2 separate regions of the Bicyclus anynana genome follow, and region 2 is linked to region 1. The links are chromatin contacts, called in public Hi-C maps. All regions are on one chromosome and are shown on one strand. The core of a region is the stretch at or near the end of the contact, and the rest is flanking DNA. Distances in the headings are between cores, read along the strand shown. Region 1 holds the start of LOC112051193 (protein outspread). Region 2 overlaps LOC112051193 (protein outspread).

Region 1 (6,445 bases), core at 2,226-4,725:
AGTAAGCGCAGTTGGTCGACCCCCCACCAGGTAGACTGACGAAATTAAGCGAGTCGCAGGGATTTCTGGATGCAGGTGGCTAAGTATCGTGATGTTTGGAAATCCCTACAAAAGTGCAAAAAGTGCAAAAAAGTGCAAATCCCTGCAGTGGACGTCCATCGACTGATATGATGATGATGATGATGATTTCAACAGAATGTGAATGACTTTGAAAATCGCTTCAAAATTCGTTCAGTAGTTTCGGAATCGTGACAAACATACTAACACAATCGTAAATTACGCAACTATGTAAATATCCAAGAATTTTATTAACAAACCCAAACCGGTTACCAGTTTTAGATATTATGTATGTACATACATTAACTGATTAACTACTCTAAGATAATTGCGCTAATTTCACTAAAATTACAATAATAAGTAGGTGTCCAAAACGTAAGAAGTAGCCGACGGAATACGTTTGTACAAGTGTCTTTCGGCGCCATGTTCACACGAGAAGTAACAGAAAATTGTAATCGAAATTATTTAACGGCTTACGTATGTACCTACTTCTGCTGTTTGGATCAATAAACATCACCATTCATTATCATAAAAATCTTAACAACAAAGCAATAGAATTAACGTGTGTGCAAAAAATTAGTCGCTTAGGTGACGTAGGTTTACTTCATCATCATCATCATCATCATTCACCCATATTCGGCTCACTGCTGATCACACTCTGACCTCCCAGAATGAGAGTTAGGCCAAATAGTTCACCAAGCTGGCCCGAAGCGGATTGACAGACTTTACACATGCAGAGAATTAAGAAAATTTTCAGGCTCCTCACGATGTTTTTCCTTTGAATTTCTTAAAATGCACATAACTGAGGTGCATGCCTCGGAAAGGATTCGACCCTCCGGAATCGGAGGAAGAGGTCATATCCACTGTGCTATCACGATCTAATTACTTCTCCAAAATTCTACTACCTAAATTAATTTATGAAGGTAAATGCCGTCAGAATAGGGATGAATGGCACGGGCCTCTTCTCTTATAGGAGAAAAGTTTTGGATACACCTTGCCCTAATGCGTATTGACGAGCACACACGCCTCGTTTTTTTTCGTCGGGGGTAAAAACAAACGACAGTCAATGAAGGAATGAAGGTCAGTGCACACCGGCGCGCGGTCCCGTTGCGTGCGCGGGCAGGATGCGATGTCGTCTATTTTTGTATCCCACTGTAGAATTACGCATCCGAGGTGCTTGTTTACCTCTGTACTTCAGAATTGTTTCAAACTACATGTGAAAAAAGGGCGGTGATAGCCAACAGAAAGGGTAAAACAGTAAAACTTCAGTTCCAGATTTAAGTGATTGATCCTAAGAACGCATCTTTAAATTTTCGGAGTAATATGATTTTTATGTAGTTAATAGCTTCAATCGTGAAGAAAAAACGTCGTCAGAGAGGAGGCCCACACGCAGGTTATGTGTAGGCCTCCTCCACCACGCAACCACGCTACACCAATGCGACTTGGCGGGCATAGAATTAAATTGACTCTGTAACTTTGCTGTAACTATAATAGTGACCGTTAAAGAATGCTTAACGAGATCACCGTGGCACGGTGGTGTAATACCACCGATTTCCCAATTCCAGGCTGTTACTGAAAATATCTAGGAAGAGATACAAAATATATTTCGATACCCGCATTCATACAATTTTGTTCCGAAATACCTTACTAACTCGACCTATTTCAACAGTCTTGTACTAACCGAATTGCTCAGCAAATGTACGAAACCTCAGAAACGAGGTTATGAAACGAATTTAATGTCTTATTATAATGTAGGTACCTAGGCCTTAAATAACAAGTCTAGACTTATTCGCAGACACGTTCCAGCTACAAACGGGACATTCAGCTGTCTGTTCATAGCTTAAAATGCCTACCTAAGGGTCATAAAATCAGTAATGACTTAGGTTATGATCGAACGGCCTATAGGAGGATGGTCAGAAGGCCAGGTCGATAACAGGATAGCTAGCCGACCTATCAAACGATTAGTTAAATGTCAAGAAAGCGATGTTTGTGATAGACGAGCGGATAACAAATAAAATGCGGGTATCTCGTAAATTAATGGACTTTTTGCTGTCTGCCGGTATATCAGCATTGTCGTCTTTTAAAACTATTTGACTTTAGATAGGTAAGGTGTTTAGAAAATAGTTTGCAATACAAAGGTCAGTCAAGTATGCAATTTCGTTATTTTAAGATTGAGAGAGAGATCACGAGTAAAAGTTCTTTCAAAAGTCAAGAGCTTTTCTTTCTACATGAAATATTCATCAGATTCTTAGCCCGGATTTAGGCAGTGATTTCTACCCTGTGCCTCGAAGAGCATGTTTTCCGCGTTAGTAACATCGTTACAATGAATCATTAATAATAATAAAAAACCTTCCCACCTACAATACATGATATAAGAAGGATCTAATATTTTTTGTTTTCTTCTATGAATGAATTCAATAGCGCGCAATGCGTATGTAGACCTACCCACACATGTCTATCATAATCATAATCTCACACACCGCAAAATTATTGGGACTATTTTGTTTATTATCGAGATGTATTAAGTTTCCTTAATCAAACTTAAAAAATTACAATAATATTGATTTTTTTAGTCATTATCAAATGACGTAAAATAATAGTTTCAAAGGCTCACATTAAAAACGAGGGTAGTTTATCAAAAAGTGTTTCTTACGGCATTACATTTTTTAAAGCGGTAAACTGTTACGAATTACGCTATATATATACAATTGAACTAGATGAAATTAACTAGGCTGTTTCTTTGAAGCATCAACATTGTCTTTTTTTTAACTTGATGACGACTGATGTCCGTTAGATCAACATTCAACACCTGAAGTAGACGGTACACACACATACGCAACGTACACCTACACGCGAACCATGTTCCAACTTCAAATGTTATGTAGTGATGGACGTTTTTTGCCTAATATAAACTTACCCGATTGGATTCCAAAGCCTCAGCACTATGTTCCTCCTTCTGCCGGAAGCAATTAGTGCATTTGCTCTTGTTGAAGATGTTTGGTGCAAATTTCCTGCAATCCGATCGCCCAGACATGGTTGTCAGAGGTCAGGGTCAATTCAACGTTCACTATGTCACCGTAAACAGCATCGTGGTATAGTAAAACACTCACACCAGACGAGTATTCGCCTTATTTTTATACACGTATAGTTTATCACGCACCCACCGGTGAGTGAGCTATCAGGGAAATCACTAAGTGAACTGTGAAGCGATCAAGTGAACGCTAGTCAAAATCAAAAACACAAACACAACACTATCTCCTCCGGTAACCGAATACCGGAGAAGTCGAACTATCGCGTAAACAATATTCGTATTCACGTCAAAATAAACATCGATTTTATAACGAACACGCGTTACAAGCGAGCGCACGGCACGACCGCCCGTCCATTTTACATCTGATAGAAAACCAAGCACAGCCAACCAACACAGTGTTGTTTTACAACTTCTCTTTTCTTGTTATGCGTCCGTAACGAATTCGTCGATGTAGTGGTGCGTTTGATGTGTGCGTCTAAACTTACCTCTCTTTCTATCGATACAGACCGTATTGCGTTCCATCTCTTTCATGCAATTCATTAATATTTTGAAGACTATGCTGCCATCTCTTGTAAAAACGTCTCATGGTTAGGTTGTAGTGTTGGCACGGTAGGTTTTATCACTTCACTGTTGAAGCGTTTCGATGTTACTGCACTAGATGTCGCTATACTTTATTAATTTTAAATTATCAATTTTTATCGGTCTAACTTGTTTGGAGGAGGTTAATATCCACAGTCCTTTCCAAAAATTATTGAGCTAGTACATAGATCAAATGATATTGTACAGCATTGTACATGTACATTGTACAGGTAGGGATCTATAATATTACTACCGGACCCGGTCAAGCTTCGCTTTGATTTTTGTGCACTTCTTCCTTTCCCCTACCCTACCCCTACCTTACTCCTACCCTACTCCTACCCTACTCCTACACTACCCCTACCTTACCCCTACCCTACCCTACTCCGACCCTACCATATTCCTACACTATCCGTATCCTTCTCTTACCCTACCGGAATTTACCCCTACCCCTGTAGGGCCTTAGACATTAATAATCAGAAAAAAATAATGGATCACGTTAAAAAGCTGGATAAAGTCAACCGTTCATATTGTCATGAATATCATAATAGATACTAATAGTCTAATTTTATAACAGGTAAACATCCCAATGACGCGAAGGATTTACCAACTTATATTGCTAAATAATATTTTGTAGTTTTACCTTCTCACGTACACAATAAAATATCACAGACTTATAATTTCCTTAACTATATATTATGTGGATGTAAGGGTGAGTATGTTTTATAAAGTGGAAAGAACCAGAAATAATGGTGATAATATCACAAATTATCATGTATTTTTAGATGATTTTTTAAGAAAGATTACAATAAGGAACTTAAGCTAACTTATCCTAATAACTATACAAATCATGCCCACGTGGAATGGTGGCAAGAATACTGGCTGCATTTCCGCGCTGGACAGCCAGGCTGATCCTTTGCGCAAAAAATGAGCTCTTCTATCACCAGTCGAAACAACTAGCCGCGGTGAAACGATACGGTAAGATTTTTTGGCACTACGACTCCATGGTCCAAGTTCCTTATAATCTTTCTCAATAAAAAAAAAATACCAATTTCCATGTCAACTGGTAAGAAGGTTAAGCTAAATCTATGAGTCAACTAACTAAAGGTATTTGTTATCTGTGATTTAAAAATTTGACATGTGTCGCGTGACGGTGGTATCAAATCAAGATGTCAAATGTCAACTTATTAACCAACTTCTTTTCATTTTCAATTGTATATTTGACACAGTGGTCAGTGACAGACGTCAGTAGGCGGTTATTTGATTCATACACGCCCGTAATTCGTCTCAGTTTTACCGCTGTGTAATTTAAAACTATCAGGAAAATAAATCACTATTAAAGCCCTCCTGCGCGCAACAAATTTCCAGTTTAGTGCAAACACACGTGAGGGTTAGGACTCTGGAGACCTTGTTATTGCTGTGTAGAGGATTTCCCATCCGGTAACAATGTGAGAGTCTATGCATAAATCGTTCCCATTTAAAAACAGAAACCTATAAAATAATTCGAAGATTCCCAAAGCCTGTACACCCAAAACCTTTGCCTGTTAATACTCTTTTTATTTCAAATATATAAGTATTTTTTTAATTCATAATTATTTACATTTTTGTTATTTATTCTTAAAGTATTCATTATTTATTTTTAATATATCTTATTGTTTAAGAAGTATGGAAGACCTCAGTTTTGTACCAGAACTCCCGAGTGGGCCTCTAGATGTGTACAGAAATAATGCTTCATTTAACTGGAAGCGTCTTAAATTGGCCCTTGAAGGAGACTTTGATTTGCTGAAACTTAAGGTAAGTTGTTCTATCATATATATGTTTTGGCTTTCAGTTATTTAAGCTGCAAGGCATTTACTATCATTTAATTTATTCATTACTTTATTAAATTAAATTAATATTTTTCTAAAAATAATATTGGGCATATTTTTTATACTATATGAATAATATGCTCTAAGATTACAAGTTAAGGCTATGTTAAAATGTTTTTCAAACAGTAACAGTTCATTTCCCTCTTGAAAGTTTGCCATGATTCACGATTATAGTATGTACAGTAAAAGTCCGTATTCCTTACTCACATTTTCACTATTCTCAGATTAAATTTTTTTGTCCCAATTCCTATATTCGTGGCTAAATATTTCATTATTTGTGGATCTGACTAACAAAACTGACATAAAATCTGCAAATATAAACTTTGACTTGCAAATACCTATTGACGAAATTGCGAATGGATGGTTTAAGAATGCCACTGCTTAAAATCACTCTGAATAGAAGCTTTTAAAAAATGTCAAGCAAGAAAAAATTTCAAAATTCTTTAAACCATTGTCTAAGACTGAAGATAATAGTTAATCTATATCTACAATTAATTGTTTTTTCTTCATATATTTCTTATTTATTTTGTCATCCAAAGACCATCCCTTTTAATTCCATATAAAATGCCATTCTATATTCACTGTGACCTCTTCCGGTTTTGGTTGATTCTAGCCCCTTGACATTATAATATTGAATTTGTAGCGAGAGATGAATTTTTAGCATTCCATGGATTTACAATGCAGGTGTCAGGTCTTTGTAAAAAATACATAGTGTCTGATTTTTTTTTTGTGATGGATAGGCTTCCACTCGACTACAATCATGGCTCATGGTAAGCAATGTTGAGGTCTAAGATGAAGCCTACTTGCCTAGAAGATGCCTATTCATTGTTATTTTTATGTTCTCTTATTTATTTATTACTTCTTTTTTTTTTAATTTTAACAATGTCAATATAAATATAAAATACGAAACTGC
Region 2 (6,526 bases), core at 1,478-3,977, 67 kb before region 1:
TTTTTTTTTAATATTTTATTGAAATAATTTTACAAATTATTATTACTCTCTATTTTAACGCCAAACTTTACAAGTAGTTTATTGGCCCACTGACCCTGACCCCAATGCATTAAGATAATTTTCCTATTATAAAAGACTAGCGGACGCCCGCGACTTCGTCCGCGTAAATTTCGATGTCAACTTTACTACTACCCCTAACCCTACCCTACCCAACCCCTACATCTACCCTACCCCTACCCTACCCTAACCCTACCTCCACCGTAGGGTGGAGGTAGGGTTAGGGTAGGGGTAGCCCTACCCTACCCCAAACCTACCGCTACCTTACCTACACCCTACCCCCATCCTACCCCTACCCCCATCCTACCCCTACCCTCTCCGTACCCTATCCCTTTCCTACCTCCATCCCACCCGTATCCCTATCTCACGCCTATCCTACCCCTACTCTACCACTTCCCTATCCTACCCGTACCCTACCACTACCCTAAATCCGGCCCTAAACCTACACTACCCCTACGCTTCCCTACCCGTACCCTACCCTACCCTGTAACTTCTCTATCTTACTCCTACCCTTAGCAAAATCGGTCCAGTCCTTCGAGAGTCATGGTGGTATGACCAAGAGAAATAGAGACTTCTATGCTAATAATATAAAGAGGTAAAGTTCGTGTGGTTGTAGGAGGTAATCTCTGGATCTACTGGACCGATTTGGAAAATTGTTTTACCAATAGAAAGCTACGTTATTTGCGAGTTTCATAGGCTATGTTTGATCCCCATATTCACACGGGAACGGGAACTACATAAATGAAAGCGCCGGGCGTCATATAGCGGAATTTCTGCGTCTTTTAGAAATTTTGTATTATCTCCGAAACTATTTAAGTAATTAACATAAGTAAAGGGCAAATCTTATCTCCATAATATCCTTGTGATTATTAAATAATTTATTTTAATAAGGATTAAAGTTTAGTTGTATAAATAATGACGTAAACCTAAGTATATAAAATTAATAATTTTTAAAACACAAAAGGTACTATATCTGCTAATATATAGAAGATAGATATATGGTGTCGCAGATTTTTTTGTAGATCTTTTAAAGATACATAAAGTCTCCCATACATTAATTTAAATTTTACACAATAGTTAAGGCAGCGCATGCGAATAAGTCTGTTTAAGAGGATTTTCAGTCCGACCTGTATGACAAAAACTGTGATAACTCGGCTAATATATATGATATCAATATAAAATATAGCCTATAGCACTCCCCGATAATGTAGCATTCTACTGGTGAAAGAATTTTTAAAATCGGACCAGTAGTTCCGAAGATTACCCCATTTTAAAAATGTGACAAACTTACAAACTTACAAACTTTACCTCTTTATAATATTAGTATAGATGTTTCCCTACTGTGAGGTAACTAAACTTTGGTGTACAGAGGCTCATTTTAAGGCGCTATAAGGCCGCCTCCCGTACTACGAGCTCGGCAAGGGTAACCCGACACCGCTGTGACGCGGAAGTCGACTTTTTGTCGAAGGTATCATAACGTACTCACAGCCTTTAATTAATATCGATTACGCGCTTTACATCGCGAGATGCCGTCGTAATCATACTGCAATGGTCATCTTTAAGATTCGTTTGTTGGTAAACTTAAGTATTATAGTATTAATAAGGTACCTACTCGTAATAGAAATGGCGTGTTCCATGTCTAAAATATATAGAGATCAGTGTCGCTTATGGATACTTCGATCTAGATTCTAGACCATTGATTCATAAAGTGGTCCAGGTTGACTCCCAGGTGTCCACGGAGGGGACTACGTTGGCGTGAGAAAAAAATGGGGTTTCACAACTCGTAACCGGGGGTCCATGAAATGTTATCTAGTTTCATACCGAATGAAGGGTTTTCTAAAAAAAACAAGTGAGGAATTATAGGTTCCTTGTGCTGTAAGTAAATTTTAAAAAAGTGTTGTGGATGAAATGATTTTTTTGATTGGCCAACTTTTATACACCTACTCACATCACAATCAATGTTTATTTGATGTCAATTTGGTTGGAACTCATCCGCAACGCATCTCACAGTTTTACACATTACTTTGTACATTACACGAATTTAGGAAAATGGCAGAAACATAACTGCAAGTTGTCCGGAACCAGCTAGATTATTATTATACAACACACTCATGTCCTGGAACTTATTAGCCTCGACCTCGACGTCGACTACGTTTTTTCTTACGTACACGTAGTATTAAAAACCTCCTATACCTATGTAATGCATACTAAGTTCCTAAGCATAGAGACAGTTTCCTGGACATCTACCATTCACAATGAGATTCTACAACGGTTAACCTTTATAAGTGTTAAAATTGTACGTGTAAATGGCCCTTAACAAAGCAAGCGGGACTTTGTGATGTTGAAAACACGTCTACAATGTTTTCCGGTTGTGAATGCTTTTAACCTTTTCGGCGTACGGTTGCTGTCAGTTCTTATTATCATTTTCATGATTAATTACCTCTGCGAGCATTAATTTCTTGATGACATTGAACTTTAGCGACCTATTACGAGAATACGTGTTGAAAAGTTTGATGTACCGTGCAAATGGAATTATGCGAATATGTTGACAGAGAGCTTTTTATAGTGTGCGAAAAATAAGTTTGCCCAAAACTAATAAATAGTGCCGCCATCTGGTCATGTATCCCTGTCTATCTCTTGGCGGGTAAAAGAGATCACTAAAGCTGGCAACATCATTGCCGCGCCGGTCGCGCGCAGGCTTATCTTGCGCGCACTCTACCGGGGATTTGAGAGACCGCGGAATGTCAGAGACAAGTTCTAGGGCTAGAGCGGTGAGGATGAACGTCTCTAAACGCGTCATAAGTGAGACTCAGCCCCTGCATTCTGTAAAGTTACAGCGACATCGCTCGTTTCCATGGCAATTTTATTTTATTTTTGGCATTCTATAGAAATAAAAACAAAACTTGCTATAGGCGAAACATCGACGAGCATAAAATAGCGGAATCACACCCCTTAAGGGTCGTTTGGATTCGTAGGCTAAGTAAGATCAGTCCTTTAATCTTTGGAGGAGAAAGGAGAATATTGATCACACATTGGCTAATTATACTTAACAAGTGCCATACTCGTATTTGGATAATAAATCACTCTAAGATAAATAAAAATTACAGCACAATCTGAAATAAATTCAAGCAAAGCCGAGCGCAAATGCTACTAAATATAGTCGGTTTTTTGTAAGTCTTCAATTAATGAGGTTACAACCTGATTTATTGAAGACGAATGGCATCGGCCAGTAAACAACAAAAAGAAGCCAATCGGAATACCGGTTTGGTGATATATGATAATATATTATATCCTAATAATTAAAAAAACCGTTTGTATGTGTTTGGGTCGGAATGATGGACGAGGTTACTAACTAGTGCTTAACCGTACACCGATGGAGAAGGAAAGCCAAACTAGTTAATCGGAACTGTATGGTTCAATTTCCAAAGATTAAAAAGAAAATAGAAATATTCTCGACTTTTGAAACCCATGAACCAGGATTGGAACAGCAACTGAGAGTCTAGTGTCTGGTATGACGTAACACACTTTGCAAAGCTTGCACAATATTTGTGTCTACCAAGTAGTACCGTTTGAATGATTGTGATATTGCAGGCACATAAGACTTAAAGGTGTAAAGCCTCGTGTTCCTGAGGTAAATACGATGCATGTATTTACCGAGTTCGTTATCAATTCACATTCGGCTCACTGATTAGCTCGAGTCTCCTCTCAGAATGAGAGGGTTAAGGCCAATAGTCCACCACGCTGGCCCAATGCGGATTAGCAGATTTCACACACGCAGAGAATTAAGAAAATTCTCTGGTATGCAGGTTTCCTCACGATGTTTTTCCTTCACCGTTTGAGACACGTGATATTTAATTTCTTAAAATCCACACAACCGAAAATAGGAGGCATGCCCCGCACCGGATTTGGAACCTACACTCTCCGAATTCGGAGGCAGAGGTCATATCCACTAGGCTATCACGGCTCTTTTTTACCGAGTGGCTATGCGATATGTTCGTCTGGTATATACAATTTTACACTTAAAATCAGCTTGTTGTGAGTTCATTGTGTAAAAAACATAGTCAAAATTGAAGTGGAACAGACAAGGCATCGTATCGAAATGCTAAATAAGTAGCGGCATGTTCTTGCCTAACAAATCCAAAACGAAAAATTGACCCAACCCAAAAATAAAATCACAAACTGACCGACCCCTGTTGTAAATCGAACCTAAGGTTTAAAACATACCAAATAACGCGAAGGTCATTCAAGTGTAACGACAATATACTTAGTTCTAAGTCACATGCCTGCGGTAGAACCACCTTTTTCTTTTTACAACACAAACTGTTTTACCATTTAATCCATTCCGTTTGAAATTTTTAAATGCGTATTCTTATAAAAAAAGCTTTGATTAAACCCAAAATACCATCGCGAATTCCTTAACGGTTTCGGCGCCGAGATAAATATAAACATTTCTATCGGAAACCTGTCGCGACGGCGGAAAAAAATGACCCACATATTAAACACAAATAGAAGGAATTTTACACGAACCATCATAAAATTTTCACAGACTAAAGAAACGACACAGACGGAGCATTGTAGACCAAAACTCGCATAAAGTTGTTTACTTGTACACTTAGTTAAAATATAAGTACCTACATACCTTTGTAATACCACAGAATAAAAATAAAAATAATAATAATAAGATCCTTTATTCAGCTAAAAAAAAACAAATTAAAAAATCAAGAAGAAATTACAAACTAATACTAACAGAGCTTACAAACTACTTAAATATGCCTACTTAAATTACAAAGTTCCTCTGTATGTACTTAGTATAATAATATAATAAAGAAATTCAGCTGAAAGGGGCGCTGCCTCAGCTCGATACAACAGTTGAGAGCTGTAGTGCTGATTTTCAGGCATGACCCCAGGGTGAGCTCACGGAAAAAAAATGTTATTATCATTGATATAAACGTACCTATTCGAAGTCTACATTTAAGAGTTCAAATAGTTAATACTTAATACTTGAATAGTTAATACTAGAAAAACGAACTTTTACAACTAGGTAAAACGTTCATTTATAGTAAACACTTTATGTTTAGGATAACATGAAAATGTTCGAACCTTTGACAAAGTGGATTAAGAGGAGGTGCTGGTAAAGTCTGAAAATATCTTGAAGCATGAAAATGATATCAAATTTAAGGCAATTTAGCTTAAATGCCTAAAATGGTTCCTTAACTATTTTTTTATCTTTCTTCTTAGTCTTTGCAATTGGTATGGACCGTTAGATGCGGCTATTGTAGGCGGCGACTTCAATGGTTTAGGGCAAATGAGCGATCGATGTCTAGCGATAAAGTAGGTAATGAAGTTAGGTAAAGTCTGCTGATTGCAGCTAACGGCGCATTATCCAGTTAATGACTTAACTTGGAAGATTATCTTTAACTTGCTAAAAGTTTCATCAAAGTAATGACTACGTACATACATACTTCCTCGTTTTCGATACGCATCACTGCGATGAGGAATTTCCTTCTCTCAAATCCTATCTATCTATGACGTACCTCTAAGGAAGATAGTATCCTTTCGGAATTCAAACTATCCGTTACGATAATTATAACACTAAAATCGCCACACCAATAGTTACGTACCTACTTATAATAATTGATGATGATGAAGGAGAAAATGAAAGAAAAGACATGAACATGGATAACGTTTTAGGAGTAACAGTTAAGGTAAAGAAAACTCTTATTGTTTTTTCAAAACAAGTTTTTTTAGTAAGACAAGCACCTAGTTACCACATTCGCGTCGAGTCAAAGCCTTGTTTTTATGATGGCAATAAAAATTCCTAAACTTCACCGTTCCGTTAATTTTTTAATATCACAGTGAAAATAACAATTTGCATAGTGAAAAAGCCCACGATTCTTTTGAATAAAGTTAGTTTAGTGATAAATGGTGATAAACTAAATACTGTCAACAGCGATTGTTAATTTTACTTTAATTACTTAAAACTCCATTACAGACACAACGAGCTCATTGAGCTCAGTTTTTTAATAGACACCTGATATATCCATTTCTACAAGTTAGCAATTCGTTTAATTTAACTAATTCTAATTCCTAGAACAGCTTTGAAATAGAGCAAGGTCGTTCGATGAAAAAATGGTTCTTTAAAGCAAATATTTTTTAAATTTATAAAAACCTTCTTTTAATCTTTAATTTAGGTACTAACACTTATTGAAAATATTTCAAATGTAGCATGTAAATAAATCGTTTTGAGTTTTCATATCTGGATTTAAAATACATATATGTATAGAAAAGACCGATGCACACAAGATAAGATAACTAAATAAAAAAAAATGAAATAAATACATACAATAAAAATACATACAATACAATGGAAAGTATACATGCATAGACGGCCTTATTGCTGCAAAAATCTGTTACAGGCTATAATACCTGATAACAGGAAGTACACAGAGAGAGCGAGATGGTGCAATAT

Evidence for each region. Hi-C and Micro-C count contacts between places; a contact is called where the count stands out from the background.
Region 2: a Hi-C map of whole body shows a contact between it and region 1, with 2.5 times the contacts expected there. The contact joins the enhancer-like site here to the promoter of LOC112051193 in region 1. A contact is called at or near these places in 2 of 2 Hi-C or Micro-C datasets (whole body and whole larva).

The regions. Positions count from the first base shown.
Region 1 is chr5:16,918,936-16,925,380 of ilBicAnyn1.1, reverse strand. It overlaps LOC112051193 (protein outspread), which reads right to left and starts at 3,475. Exons shown (of 16, transcript XM_052881731.1): 1 at 2,975-3,475. The coding sequence starts at 3,091. LOC112044046 (peroxisomal acyl-coenzyme A oxidase 3) reads left to right here and starts at 4,895. Exons shown (of 13, transcript XM_024079787.2): 1 at 4,895-5,112; 2 at 5,326-5,458. The coding sequence starts at 5,330.
Region 2 is chr5:16,985,257-16,991,782 of ilBicAnyn1.1, reverse strand. The region is part of intron 1 of LOC112051193 (protein outspread); the gene reads right to left. Among protein-coding and RNA genes, the nearest start is that of LOC112051193, 67 kb to the right of the region's middle. Within about 2 kb of position 2,727, at least 7 of the 8 cell types and tissues checked have open chromatin away from gene starts, as enhancers often do.